2 separate regions of the Mus musculus genome follow, and region 1 is linked to region 2. The links are chromatin contacts, called in public ChIA-PET maps. All regions are on one chromosome and are shown on one strand. The core of a region is the stretch at or near the end of the contact, and the rest is flanking DNA. Distances in the headings are between cores, read along the strand shown.

Region 1 (6,874 bases), core at 2,695-5,194, 520 kb before region 2:
ACACACACTCTATTGGAACATATATAAAAGTCCAGGTGCAGTATGCTGTTTTCCTTTGCTAAATTACAATCATTATTGACAAGGACTTCCCTACTTTACAGTTGCTCTGACTAACTGAAAATACAACCTTAATCAACAGGTCCCAGCCTTACACAACAGAACCCAAACCATTATTAAGAGGTCCTTTTAATGGAACAGAACATATTTTAGAAATCTTACAAGTCCTGCTCATCTTTCTTACCCAGAGCACTGACCTGTGAGGAAAAACTGATGAGAGGTTATGTGCTCCCCCCCCACCCCCCTCTGTGAATGCCTGGATCCAAATGGTTCTGGAAAGATATTTACCTACTAATATTTTAAGTGACTACCAAGGAGATGCTATTAATTTTTCAACAGCATACCCTGTCTTCTTTACAATGGTTGGTCAAGGAATAATTCTGTTTTTAAAGTGAATTTTTATTGGGCTTACACTCGGTCCCGTTTTCTTGTGAGTACTGTAAAACAATACCAATTCCCTTCAAACTATTCCCCACCCCACCTTTCAACTATACTAAAATCTTTCATCATGGTGCTTAAGCACTCTAGTGGAGAGACAAGGCCAAGGGTTCTACAAGACTGTCAGGACTACTAAACCCAGTCACATCCGGAGGATGGCATTCATAATGACCGCAAATGTCCCCAAAAGTATTCCAGTGTGTCCTGTATTTCATGTCTGAAATTACAGGGTGGTGGTTAGGAATGGTGCTGCACACCTCAGATCTTAGTACATGGGAGGCAGAGACAGGCAGATCTCTGGAAGATGAAGACCAGCCTGGTCTGCAAAGTGAATTCCAAGTCAGCCAGAAGTATAAAATGAGACCTGGTCTCAAAGGAAAGAAAAGTTCAAGTCCACCTTGTTTTTTCATGTCTGAAGTTTTAAAATAGTTTTAGCACTTAAAGGGAACCCTGGGTTATCCATACATGTACATTCATGTATGTCCCCTGTAATTATATCACTGTATTTAGAGCTTGACTTTTTTACCTGGTGGTACCAGTTCCTTTATAATCTAGGCATCACTTTAGATAGCTTCATTATCACTTCATATCAGCAAAACGACATCTAATACAAATTGTTATAGGAACTATGCTGATCCAAAAAAGTTTCCAAGGAGATCACGGTAACTCAGAAGCACGATATACTGATGTTTAGCACAAAAGGACAAACACGGTCTAAGCATGCTCGTATAGAACATAGCTGGGACGGTATAAGATAGAACTTACAAAGACAGCATTAGAGATAAGAGGTTCTTGAGTTGTTACCAAATGAGCATGGTTTTGAACAGGCAAGAGGAAGGGGCCATGTCAGGAAAGGCCATGCACAGAAAAAGAACTCAGAGAAGCAAACTGTTGAGTCAAAAAGCTTAAAAGGTAGCCTGGAGCTGTCTCCTGGAACGTCCTTTTAGTCTAGAGACACGAGAACACTGTCAGCAAGCTTAGACCTGCATGGTTGTGATGTATCCCAGAAAGTGTAGTTATAGATGAGCGCCTCATACATGATGACTGTAAAATATTCCATAAAGAGTCAGCTAATTCTGCCTTTCCAAATAGCTGTAGCAGGGATTTAACTCGAATGTAACTGTACATTTACTTATCCAATATAAACAAGAAGAACCCCCCCCCCTTAAAAAAAACCTCATGTAATGATGGTCTTCACATGTGTACCCACTCCTACACCACCAGGAACTAAAGCCACATACATGGACTTGGTCAAACCCAGAGGGACATAGATAAAAAGACATGAATACAAGAAAGAGATTAAGTAGCAAACAAGGGGGTGAGGGATGAGGGAGGGAAGAGGGAGGGCAGGAGAGGAGCAATCAGTGCATTAGGTACAAGTATGGAAGGCTCAGGGAACAGTGATTTAAAACATGGAAAACTAAAGAAGAAAAAGAGTCTGATTACAGCGAGGATGTGGAAAGGAACGACAGTGAGCTAGTATATAGCCCTCCTTGGACAATTAGTCTCCTGGATAACTAGGCCAAAACAGTAAGACTAGGAAAACAAATTAATAATTGGAAATACTATCTGAAGGTATAAAAATAATCAACCCAAAATCCTTTTTAATTTTATATTTTTTTGGTCAGGAAATTATACAAAATCAGTCTAAAATTTATCTGCAGACTTCAACATTTCAGAATCTAATGATAGAGACTTATAGAGTCAACATACTTCCTTATGGACCCTCACAGCATACCTACATGCAAGGCCTTGCATTTCCTGCACATATATTCAAATTTCCTTTATCCAGCTAACAACCTACGAATTCACGTGCACTAAGTGACAGACTGTCATATAGCTAGAGAGTCCTATCATCACAGGGTAAGGGGCTCACAGGCTACTATCTCTCTAAATGCAGCTTGAGCCTTAGTATGAAATAAGCAAGAAGAGAGACAGCGGCTAAGAAAGAAGCACAGCCGCTGCATTGTTGCAAGCATCCAGCCGCTGCATTGTTGCAAGCATCCAGCCGCTGCATTGTTGCAAGCATCCAGCCGCTGCACTGTTGCAAGCATCCAGCTTTAACCAGAGAGGCTCAGGGCTACAAGTGCATATGAAGCCAGCAGCTCCTGAGAAACCTCGTTACCAACAGCTTCTGCAACAGTGAGAGGGAAGTAACTAGAGCCTCCTCAGGTGAACAGGCTCTCTTTACCCCTGCTCTCCTCTGCTCCACAAAGACTACTGGGCAAAATCTGAGAAAGCGAAAACTCCTTGTAACTAACAATCGCTTGTGCTTATTCCCAATAATTACCTAATGGTATAGTGAGCACAGTGCCACAGAACTCTACCAGCTCATTGCAGGTAATGGCTTTCTGAGGCAAGGGCACTGTGGTGAGATCTAGTCTCATTTTCCCTGAGTGTAAGTGGGTGTCAGGGAAACTGTCACGTGAGGAAGATCTTCTAACTCAGGTGGTTATAAACAGAAGACCCACTATGTACGATTACAAAAAGAAAACAGCACAGCAGGTTAAATAAAGCTTTATGCGGTACAGTTTCCTGAAACAGCCGGCAGCTACTCTGGAAGGAAGTAATGTATTTCACTTACTGAAATCAATGAGAAAGCGTCCAAATCCTTGCCTTTGGTGCTGGGGCATGATCATTATGCAGGACACATTATACTTCTGCTGGCAGAGCTTTTCCTATGGGAAAAAGAAGCATAGTAAGTATGTCAGAGCTCTGCTGCAGTGGGCAAGTCCCAGTACCTGCCACCGTCCTTGTAAAGCTATCCGCTAAGGTCAAACAGTGGCTTGGGTCAGGACCAATCAGAGTAATCCTACCATGCTGATCAAGTAAGTAACAACAAAGCACCCTCTCTGGCTATGCTTCTCAGATGTATCTGCATTCTACAAAGTTAGGAGCATAAAATCCGTATAGGGAATCTAGGAAATGTGTGCAGGGTGAAAGAACCGCCACAGGAGGGAACGACGCTCTCCTTGCTCACACAACTGCAGAAACGGAGAAAACACCACCTAGTCCACCCAGTGGAGTAAACTGGGCTTTGGCGGGCAGCCCTACTGCGTGATAATCTACAACTCGACAATGGCAAGCTGGCCTCTGCCTCTGAGTAAATCCCCCAGTGGCACTGGAATGGCAGACACGTGAGTGGACACACAAACAAATGTGTCTCCTGTGAGTCAGAAGGCCAAGTAGAAATAATTAAAGTCGGCACCTCAAACCAGGAAAATCAAACAACAACAAAGACACCAAGAAACCCCAAAGCCTCTGAACAACAGTGAGACGGAAATCCTATCAACAGGCTAAAGCCAGGAGGGGGTCTGAGTAGAGCTCTGGACAGCTCTAAGAACTAAGGGTTCACAATCGCAATATCGAATTCACAGTACACAGACACCACCAAAACCTACACAGAGAAGATCTGGAAAAGGCTTCTGAGGCCGTGAGTGCTGTGGCCAAATATAAACCACAAATGAGGCTGCTCACAAATAGAACCACATCACAAGATCACTTCAGAACACTCAGATCTTTAACGAACCAGTTTCAAAGACCACAGGAAACAACTGTGGAAAAAAGTCTAAAGGGCAAAAATGAAAGAAGATGAGCCCCACTTTTGTGTACTTGTAGCTGTCTGTGGCATCTCTAAGCCTTGAGAAGTAACAACGAGACTCTAGGAGATAAATTGCCCATCCCTGGATGTGCATGCCAATAGTAAAGGCTCAAATAATTAATTTTACTGTGCAAAGTAAGATAAATGGGTCACTCTATCTAAAAAGAGATGTACTCTGGGCAAAGAGGATTTATATCCTTGATGCCAGCCCTTTCTCTGTCCAGAACTGTTCTCAGCCATGAGAGTTCACTGAAATATAATCCAACAGCAATCCACTTCCTTTTCTTAATAGATGGACCTAGCCCAGTAAGTAAGTAAAAAGCCTGCTGTGCCGGTGTGAGCCTCCAGGAGCACGAGGCTTAAATCCACATTGAACAGAAGGGCTGCCAGACTTGGTGGTGTACCTTCTAATCCCAGCACTCGGGACGCAGAGGCAGAGGCAGGTATTTCTTGGTAAGTTCCAGGACAGCCTGGTCTACAGAGAGAGTTCCAGTAAAGCCAGGGCTGTTGCACAGAGAAACACTGTCTGGAGTGGGTGGGGAGTGGATGTTCAGGAGGCAGAAGACAGGCAGATCTCTGAATTCTAGCATAGCCAGAGCTAAATAGTGTGATTCTGTTCAAAAAACAAAAACAAATAAACAATGAAGAAAGAAAGAAAGAAAGAGAGAGAGAGAGGGAGAGAGAGAGAGAGAGAGAGAGAGAGAGAGAGAGAGAAAGAAAGAAAGAAAGAAAGAAAGAAGGAAAGAGAGTCAGTCAAAATAGCTGCACACAGGGATGAGACAGGAGGACCTCTGGATGGTTCATGTGTCTGGAGGGAGAGAACACTGAGGGACATGGACAGTCTTGCCATGCCGTCTTGGCTGACCACAAACTGGTGATCCCTTGTCTTAGCCCTCTGAGTATTTATATTAGCAGCATATGCCAACACACCGGGAAGATAGTCTAGCTTCTTATTTCCTGTGAAAACAGCACTTCTATGGAGTGTTTCATCATGAACATTAAAGAAAAGCAGATCCAATAAAGTCACTCATCTGCTGAGCGTCTGGATAATTACCATCTCTGTTTCTGTAACCATTCTTGGGTGCATACCCAGGGAAAGTTCAACACCTGGCAAACACATTCCAAACCAGCTCTCTTTCAAGGTGCATGACTTAGCAACAGCAGTTTCTGAGCAGTTTCTTCTGGAGAAGAGCTCTGAACCAGTGAAAAGACGAGCCACTGTGCCTTAGTATGCAAGTTCTTCCCCATGTTGACTGCTAGAGACAGGTAGGTTTCCTACAGGCAAGACTCCCTTAGAACTTAAAAACCACAGCACAGATCATGAGAGGCAGCGGTGGAAAACCAGCCACCTATCAACTAGGCCATCAATTGCCAGTGGTGTTTTTGTTTTTGTTTTAATTACATGTATTCCTTGGTGTGTGTGGGGTGGGAGGCAGGGCAGGGTAGGGTGCATGCGGACAACTTCTGGGAGTCAGTTCTCTCCTACCAAGCAGGTCCTGGACGTTTCTCAGGAGCCATCTCAGCAGCCCACACCAATGCTCTAACACTGGATACTGCTGACCACGAGGTAGGAAATGAGCCAGAGAGGCTGAGGTCTTAAGTGCTCCATCACAGAAAGCTTCATGTGCACACCACTTAAAAGAAGAAAGAAGCTCAACATTTGGAAATCAAAGCTGCGAGGCAGTCTACAAGGTGGTAATGAAATGTCGCATGGTCACTGTCAGCACAGCACAGGGTTCTGGGGTCCTTTACACACTTCCTAGGCACCTTTTGTTGTTATTTGTTTTGTTTCTTGTTTGTGTCCTTTCAAATGAGCTTTAAACAAAAAGCTGAGGTTTTCAGAAACATGAGCCACTTACTCAAATTATTGTCATAAAAATACAAAAACAAGAGAAAACAAAACAAAAAAACCCTGTTCAAAGACCTGAGCTCCACTAAAAACATTTGCAAGCAAGCGAGAGAAGGCCATGCTGGCTCGTGGTTTACCTTGGAGAAGTATCCAACCAGATGACAGCCTTTTTCATCATTTTTTGTAAGGACATAAAAAAGGAATGGCTCAACATCATAATACAATGTTTTGTGGTCCAGGAAGAGCTTGGCTAACAAGCAAAGGTTTTGGCAATAAATTTTACTCATATTCCCATCAACCTAGAAAAAGAGAAACAGACAACATTATTTAACATAAAAGTATCATCAGAATATAAACTTGCTTCTTCTGTATATCATTTTAAAAAGTATATAATTTTATTTCTAAATCCTACACTCTAAGATTAAAATACTCCATTAAACAAAGACAGTGTTAACCAGGGAACAGCTGTTACTTGCAGAGCCAGAATCCCATCTTTCCTCTTGTTAAGGTAAATTCAAGACAGCTAACGTCTCCTCCTTAAGCTCGTTCAAGAAACAGCAACGTTAGCAAAGTCACTTTCACTTGCAATTTATTATGAGTTAAAATTTATCAGGCATGCCCTCTTACTTTTAAATTGGAGCCAAGTAAATCTGAAAATTAAAAAAACAAATAAAAATTTCATCATGCATGCCAAACTTTTGTTATTTTCAAAAGGACTTCAAATAAAAATAATATAAATGAACCGCCTGAGTTATTCTGATTCTTCAAAAGTGTGGATTAAACAGCAGAGGCATCCATTTTAGTTTTATCCCAAGTATCATTTTAATATAACTGGAGAATATACAATCTCTGTGTTGGGAATAATTACAGAGAGAGTCAGGTGAATTTAAACCTACAGTAAGTGTAATGATTATAGTCTACTTCTCTTC
Region 2 (6,894 bases), core at 3,746-6,245:
CAGTATTTTGTAGAGAAAGCTGACTAACATACAGAATTCTGTTTCAGTTTTTCAGATTTGTCTTTGGAATGTATGGTGGGATTACCCAGGTTTCATCTTAATGTTCTATTTCTTGTGCCTAGGTTCTCACATCTTAGCACGCACCACAATCATCTGCAGGGAGGGCTCTGCTTTAGAAAATATTAGCTACTCAGTCAAATTATTCCTTGAGAAAACTCTAATCTAGGTAATATCTGATGAGCCCTTTCTGAACTAACCCTTGGGCTATGTCCTCAAAAGCCCAGCAGTGGGAGAACTCTACCCTCATTAACACATATGTTTCCTCACTCCCAGCCATCATTTGAGGCTACCTTCCATAAGAAGCCGTCAGATCAGTGTGGTGTGGATCAGTCCAGTGTCATCGCCTCTTCCCTACCCTGATGCTGTCTCTTCACAATTCCCTTCTTCTAAGCCCGTTCCTCAGCTACAGCCCATTTGTCCTTTCTTGTAATCAGACCTAAGCCAGCTCTACATCAAGTTTATTTATCTCTTGTTGCAATGGCCCCGGAATAATGCCAGGTTTTATTGCTTCTTTTAAAAAGATTTATTTTTATTTCATATGTACATTTTGTCTACATATAAGCATGTGGGCCTGATGCCAGAAGAAGGTGCAGCATCCCCTGGAATGGAAATGACAGACATTCTGAAGTCACCAGTCGGGTTCTAGAAATTGAGAAGCAAATGATGGTCCATCCTTTCGTCTCAGCTCCAAACTTTATCTCTGTAACTCCTTCCATGGGTGTTTGGTTCCAGCCCGGGGATCCATCCCATAATCAGCCTCCAAATGCTGACACCATTGCATAGACTAGCAAGATTTTGCTGAAAGGACCCTGATATAGCTGTCTCTTGTGAGGCTATGCCAGGGCCTAGCAAACACAGAAGTGGATGCTCACAGTCAGCTATTGGATGGATCACAGGGCCCCCAATGGAGGAGCTAGAGATAGCACCCAAGGAGCTGAAGGGGTCTGCAACCCTATAGGTGGAACAACAATATGAACTAACCAGTACCCCCCCACCGCCCCCCAGAGCTCGTGCCTCTAGCTGCATATGTATCAGAAGATGGCCTAGTCAGACAGCAGTGGAAAGAGAGGCCCATTGGACTTTATATGCCTCAGTACAGGGGAACGCCAGGGCCAAGAAGTGGGAGTGGGTGGGTAGGGGAGTGGGGGGAGGGAGGGTATGGGGGACTTTTGGGATAGCATTGGAAATGTAAATGAAGAAAATACCTAATAAAAATTAAAAAAAAAAAAAAGAGGAGCAAATGCTCTTAACCACTAAGGCACCGCTCCAGCCCCAGTCTTACTGGTTTAACCAATGTCCAGCTCTGGTTTTCTCTGCACCGCATACCAGTAAGAAAGAAATACATCATAAACATAGCTGCGATGTTATAAAGAACCATGATTTTATACAGTACCTTTCAAAATAGAAGGATAAGGAGAAACAGGAAGGGAAAAGATAAATAAAAGCAACTTCCAGAATAGGGGGTGACCTTAGCTGTGACTCACAGCATTGAGAATATAGAACCTGAAGAGGCTACCTCCTGTAGGCAGGCAGGAACCTCAGTGGACCAACAGGGACATCAACCCACCCACAAACCTTTTGACCCAAAATTTATCCCGTCTACAAGAAATGCAGGATGGGGGGAGGGGGAGCAGAGACTGAGGGAATGGCCAGCCAATAACCCGCTTGAGAACCATCCCATGGGCAAGCACCAATCCCTGACACTATTAATGATACTCTGTTATGCTCACAGACAGGAGTCTAGCATGGCTGTCCTCTGAGAGGCTCCACCCAGCAGCTGTCTCAGAAAGATGTTGATACCCACAGCAAACAGTAGATGGAGCTTGGGGACTTTTATAGAAGAATAGGGGGAAGGATTTCAGGCCCCCAAAGGGGATAAGAACTCCTCAGGAAGACCAACAGTGTCAACTAACCTGGACCCCGTGACAGCCCAGGGGGTTCAGTACTCCCTAGTATGGTGATACATTTTTCTGAAAGTATTTCTTGACCCCAAACTTGCAGTTAACCTAATAAAATGCCTTGAGATTACTTAGAACTTGAGACTACTTAACCTGCTGTCCTGCTGTTTAACCTCCAAAAGCAGTGTTACAAACCTTGCAATGTCTTAGATTTCCCAAACAACATTTACAACCTATCCTTTAGTCGTGAGTTACAAACTCTTCCACACTCCCAGAATAATGTGTGTATGTAACTATGTCACGGTAATTGCCTACTGAAAGCAGCCACCTTGAAAGTTGAAAACAACCTTAAATGACAAATACCCTATAACTGTTGCAGGCAGCATGCAGATATAGGCTGATAGCGTGTGTGGTTCTAAGTGCTGTTCTAGGTCTCCTGGGAAGTGAAGTCTTCCCTGGTGAAACTCCCTTAAAAGTTTCTGTGATAAATCAATCCCTCCCCCATCTCTTTCCCACCCACCTCGTGCTTTCTGTGCTGTTCAATAAACAGAGAACAAAGTCCTTCTTCAGGGTCGGAGGGAAGACGCCAGCAGAGAATACCAATTTGAGCTTGCTCTTTGTCAAACTGGACCAACAGAAAGTTTCTTTACTTTCATTTCTTAATCTCTTATCAATATACCTTAGAGCTACAAATAAATACATGCACATGTACACACATGTGTACATATGTGGGTATATGATTATGTAAAGAATAAAATTATGCTGTAAAGATGTTGTATCTTCTCCTCAACCGTCAACCTCACTCCCAACAAGTGTTATGCCACTGAGCAGCACCCCAGCTCCTAATTACTCTAGTTTTAGGATTGGATTGTGCATCAAAATCATTATTTTCTACAGTCTTTACTATAAAAACATCAGAATTATATTGAATTGCCTGACAAATCCACCTATAGATGTAGACAATCTATACATATCTATATAGATAGATCGTAGAAATACACACATACACACACATTAAACCTTTAGATATACCTTTAGATAATACCTTAAGCTTTAGGAAAAATTTTTCTAAAATTCTCATAAATGATAGAACATAATTTTGTTAATTTAACTTTCATTTCAAGGAATACTTATTCCATAATCCATAAGCATTTAGGAATTTAAGCAACAAAATGCAGTACACAAAACTATGTAGAGTAGCCAGCATAATGGGATGTAATTAGTCATTAAGAAACTCAGTCTAATATTAGAGACTCTCAGAAAAATTACAGTATAGTAGGAACAAATTCATTAGGGCTGAATTGGGGAGGTAGAAGTGGCTAAATTTTTCTGAAAAGGGTGGGGGGTGACAGAAGAAAGCTGACTCCAGAGGCTATCACTGAAGGAGAAGGCAAGGTCCCAGTTAGCAACAACTTACAAGCCATGCTTGACACTGGACAATTACAGAACCACTAAAGCAATTTTGTTTGGTGGTGTTTGTCTGTCTTTGGCTGACATCAAACTCAAGACAGTCCTCCTGTTGGCATCAGGACCTCTGAAACCTGTGACATCACATAGGTGGGACCTGCAGACCCATTACCAAGGCAACAGCCACCATATCCCCAGAATCCACTTAGCTCACCTCCTACCTTTACTTGTGTTACATCATTACCCATATATATAAAGAAAGCCATACCCCATCTCTCTCTCTCTCTCTCTCTCTCTCTCTCTCTCTCTCTCTCTCTCTCTCTCTCTCTCTTCCCCCCTTCTCTTTTCTGCTGCCACCTTGCCCCTCTTACACGTGGAACTGTTTTGGCCTGGTGTGCTATGTTCCAACTCGAGCCACTATTCTAACATATCACCTCCTGCCTTGGTCTCACAAGTGAACTAGGCATGCTGAGCCACACCCATCTCTTCAAGTCTGTTAACATTATAGTCAACTGTGGGATGAATTCACCTTTCATAGAGGTGGACCATTAGGAGGGGACAGGACAAAGTGAACGGAAGGTTACTTAATAAGCAGAATGACAGAAGGGGCAGGACTGGAGGCAGGCAACCTTGGGTCCTACTGTTAACACCTCAGGAGGGAATCATCAAGGAATAAAGAACGAGTAGAGTCAGAGTTGGAGACATTCTGGATATTCAAGACATTTTATTCACTAAAAAGCATACTGAGTCAGGTATGCTAGTGAACACCTTTAACCTCAGCTCAGGGAGGGTGGTTGAGTTTAAGGAGAATCGGGCCTATTTACCAAGTTCCAGTCCTGCCAGGGACATACCCTGAGACCCAATCACCAAACATAAGTAAGAAAGCCTAAAAACAAAAGTATACTGAGCGCGTAAAGGTACAAAGACAGAGGGAACTTTACCTTTGGCTGGCTCCTGAGATGAGATGGAAGGAAACAAAATTACAGGACAACCTAGCTCTTCTAATGTAAAATCTGGCCAGAAACCAGATCAGGGAGGTCAAGAAACCTTCTGGGCTGGCTGTGGGGCAGCGTGCCTTTATCAGACTGTGGAGGCACACGTTTGTGGGTTCCAGGTCAGCCAGGGGCACACTGTGAGACCCTATCTCAAAACACAAAATTTTCAGGAACATCTCTGAATCTTTCTGTTTACTTTGTTTTGAAGACACAAGCTCCACTGTGTAGCTCTAGCCATCCTCGAATTCATTTGTAGATCAAGCTGGCCTTGAACTCACAGATCCACCTGCCTCTCTGCTTCCTGAGTGCAGGGATCAATGGGGTGTGCCACTATCACCAGCTTAAGAATCTTAAAACTAAAAAAAAAAAAAAAAAAAGGAAAGAAAGAAAGAAAGAAAAGAAAAAGAAGAAAAAAGAAATTACAAACCCTAAAGGAATTGGAATCACTAAGACACCCTAACAGGCCAAATATCAATAATGAAACTAGTTAGACAACTGACACATTTCCTTAGAGATGATGAGAGAGCAAAGCAGGAGAGGTTTACAATTGCTCTCAAGGCAGGAATGACTCACAGTGCCCTTGAGAAGCCATGCCTGGGAGGCTTCTATGGAAGGAGAAAACACCACTTCAAAGTGGTCGCCACAGACAGGAACATAAAGCTATATACCACTAGGTATTCTATTTCACAAGTGTTTTGCCAACCTGTATTCAAACTGAAAGCTCGTGATCAGAAAATAAAGATCAAAGTTCCTTCACCAAAAGAGCAACCCCCGGGTTCAGATGTTTTCACAGCACACATATTGAGCAATGACTAGCGTTAGGTAAAATGGCAAAGGCAGAGGGCACAGTGAGGTAGGTAGGGGTGGGGAGGTGCTTCCCTCGCATGTGGGAGGCACCGGATGGGATCCCTGGCACCAAGGCAGAAACGTTCTTGTTAATTATGATTGTCATACCTCAGGAGAGTCGTTAGTAAAATTAAAAGTATGGTACTTAACACTGTTTTTATCTGAAAATAGGCAGAAATGTGAGGAATATTTTCATTATAATAATGAAAATGGGAAGGTTTAAATTAGGCATTAAACAGTGCCTGATGCATAACTTAATTAATAGTTTTTACACCATTAAATATATGCAGGCCAGGGAGAAGGCTCGGGGGATAATGCACATGGTGCTGAAACTTGAGGACATGAGTAGATGTACACAACCCGCCCAAGGGTCAAGTGCATGCGGTGACCCATCTGCAACCCAACATGCACCACGCCCTGATTTATAAAGTTCTGAGAACCAGGCGTAGGGCCTCAAACACACTACACAAGTACTCTACCCACTGAGGCAAATCCCCAACCCATTTGTTTGCTCTGCAACTGACTCAGAAAGAACATGTGATACAGAGGACAATCACATTAGAAAGTTTGTCTGAGTAGTTTTTTAAAAGAAACACTCTCTTATTGTCACTAAATTCTCAACTATAATTACCTCTAGAGCTGCACTAGCCATTCGTCACCATGAAGGGTCCCAGCCTATAACAGAACACCAGGGATGAGAAACTCCAAACCATCCACACCGAAGACTGTGAGGCACTTGCAAGCAAAAGCTTCGTAAGAGTACTATATAACTCAAGACTTTTTAAACCTGAAAGATATGTTTTCACAGTATATTTTCATGATGGTTCCCCTCCCCCAATCTCTCCCAGATCCTCCTCCCCACCTCGACCTCCCAACACAAAAACAGAAAAATAAAAAGCAAAAGAATAATAGGACAAAAAAAAAAAAAGTACCAAAATAAAACAAAAGTCTACAAAAATACTACAGAGTTTATTTTGTGTTGGCTAAACACTCCTGGGCATAGGGCCTGCTGTGTAATGCAGTTGACACACCCAGTGACACTCCATAGGAGAGCTGCTTTCCCCTTTGTATCAAGTGTAAACAGCTTCTTGGTTATGGGTGAGAGCCTCTGTCCACACCCCTCATTGCCAGGACCCCATCTGTGTAGGCCTTGTGTATGTTGCACGGTCTCTTCAGTTTGTATGCACATCAGTACTGCTGTGTGTGTTCTCACTGCCTTTCTGCCTCCTCTTCAGCAGAGATGCCTGATCCTTGATGGAAGGAGTTTGGTGAAGACCTCTCATTTACCACTGAGTGTTGCAAAAGTCTCTCCTCCTCTGTTACTATCTAGTTGTGGATCTCCGTGTTAACTCCCATTTAATGCAGGAGGAAGTTCTCTGACAGGAGTTGAGCAAATCTCATGACTTTTGATAAAATAAGTATCTAAAAGGTTAATGCTCTCTTTTGCTACACACACACACAGAGAGAGAAAGAGAGGGGGAGAGAGAGAGAGAGAGAGAGAGCGAGCAAGCACTCAATCACTAAGCTATACTCAAAGTCCAGAGCAACATATTTAAAAAAAAAAAAAAACAAAAAAACAAAAATACCTGATTAGAGAAACCTAAAACTGTCTTTTAAAAGCTCAAACCAAAAGAGCAGTTACAGTAACTATATAAACTTAACTACCAACATGAAATACTTGCTAAAAT

Evidence for each region. ChIA-PET counts read pairs in DNA pulled down with a chosen protein or histone mark.
Region 1: an RNA polymerase II ChIA-PET map of memory CD8 T cells shows a contact between it and region 2, with 6 read pairs. The contact joins two enhancer-like sites. A contact is called at or near these places in 1 of 39 promoter capture datasets (hippocampal neurons), 1 of 15 datasets of contacts at CTCF or cohesin (the NIH/3T3 cell line), 3 of 484 Hi-C or Micro-C datasets (the 3T3-L1 cell line, 3T3-L1-derived adipocytes and bone marrow-derived macrophages), 2 of 115 datasets of contacts at active chromatin or transcription factors (embryonic stem cells and memory CD8 T cells) and 1 of 9 other capture datasets (adipose tissue).

What each region holds. Positions count from the first base shown.
Region 1 is chr14:21,633,846-21,640,719 of GRCm38.p6, reverse strand. It overlaps Kat6b (K(lysine) acetyltransferase 6B), which reads right to left. Exons shown (of 17, transcript NM_017479.3): 11 at 6,083-6,244; 12 at 3,080-3,173. Among named protein-coding and RNA genes, the nearest start is that of Dupd1, 77 kb to the left of the region's middle. Within about 2 kb of position 3,944, at least 27 of the 459 cell types and tissues checked have an H3K27ac peak or open chromatin away from gene starts, as enhancers often do. A contact at or near this core is called in memory CD8 T cells, where this site is marked.
Region 2 is chr14:21,111,117-21,118,010 of GRCm38.p6, reverse strand. The region is part of intron 3 of Adk (adenosine kinase); the gene reads right to left. Among named protein-coding and RNA genes, the nearest start is that of Adk, 62 kb to the right of the region's middle. Within about 2 kb of position 4,995, at least 51 of the 459 cell types and tissues checked have an H3K27ac peak or open chromatin away from gene starts, as enhancers often do. A contact at or near this core is called in memory CD8 T cells, where this site is marked.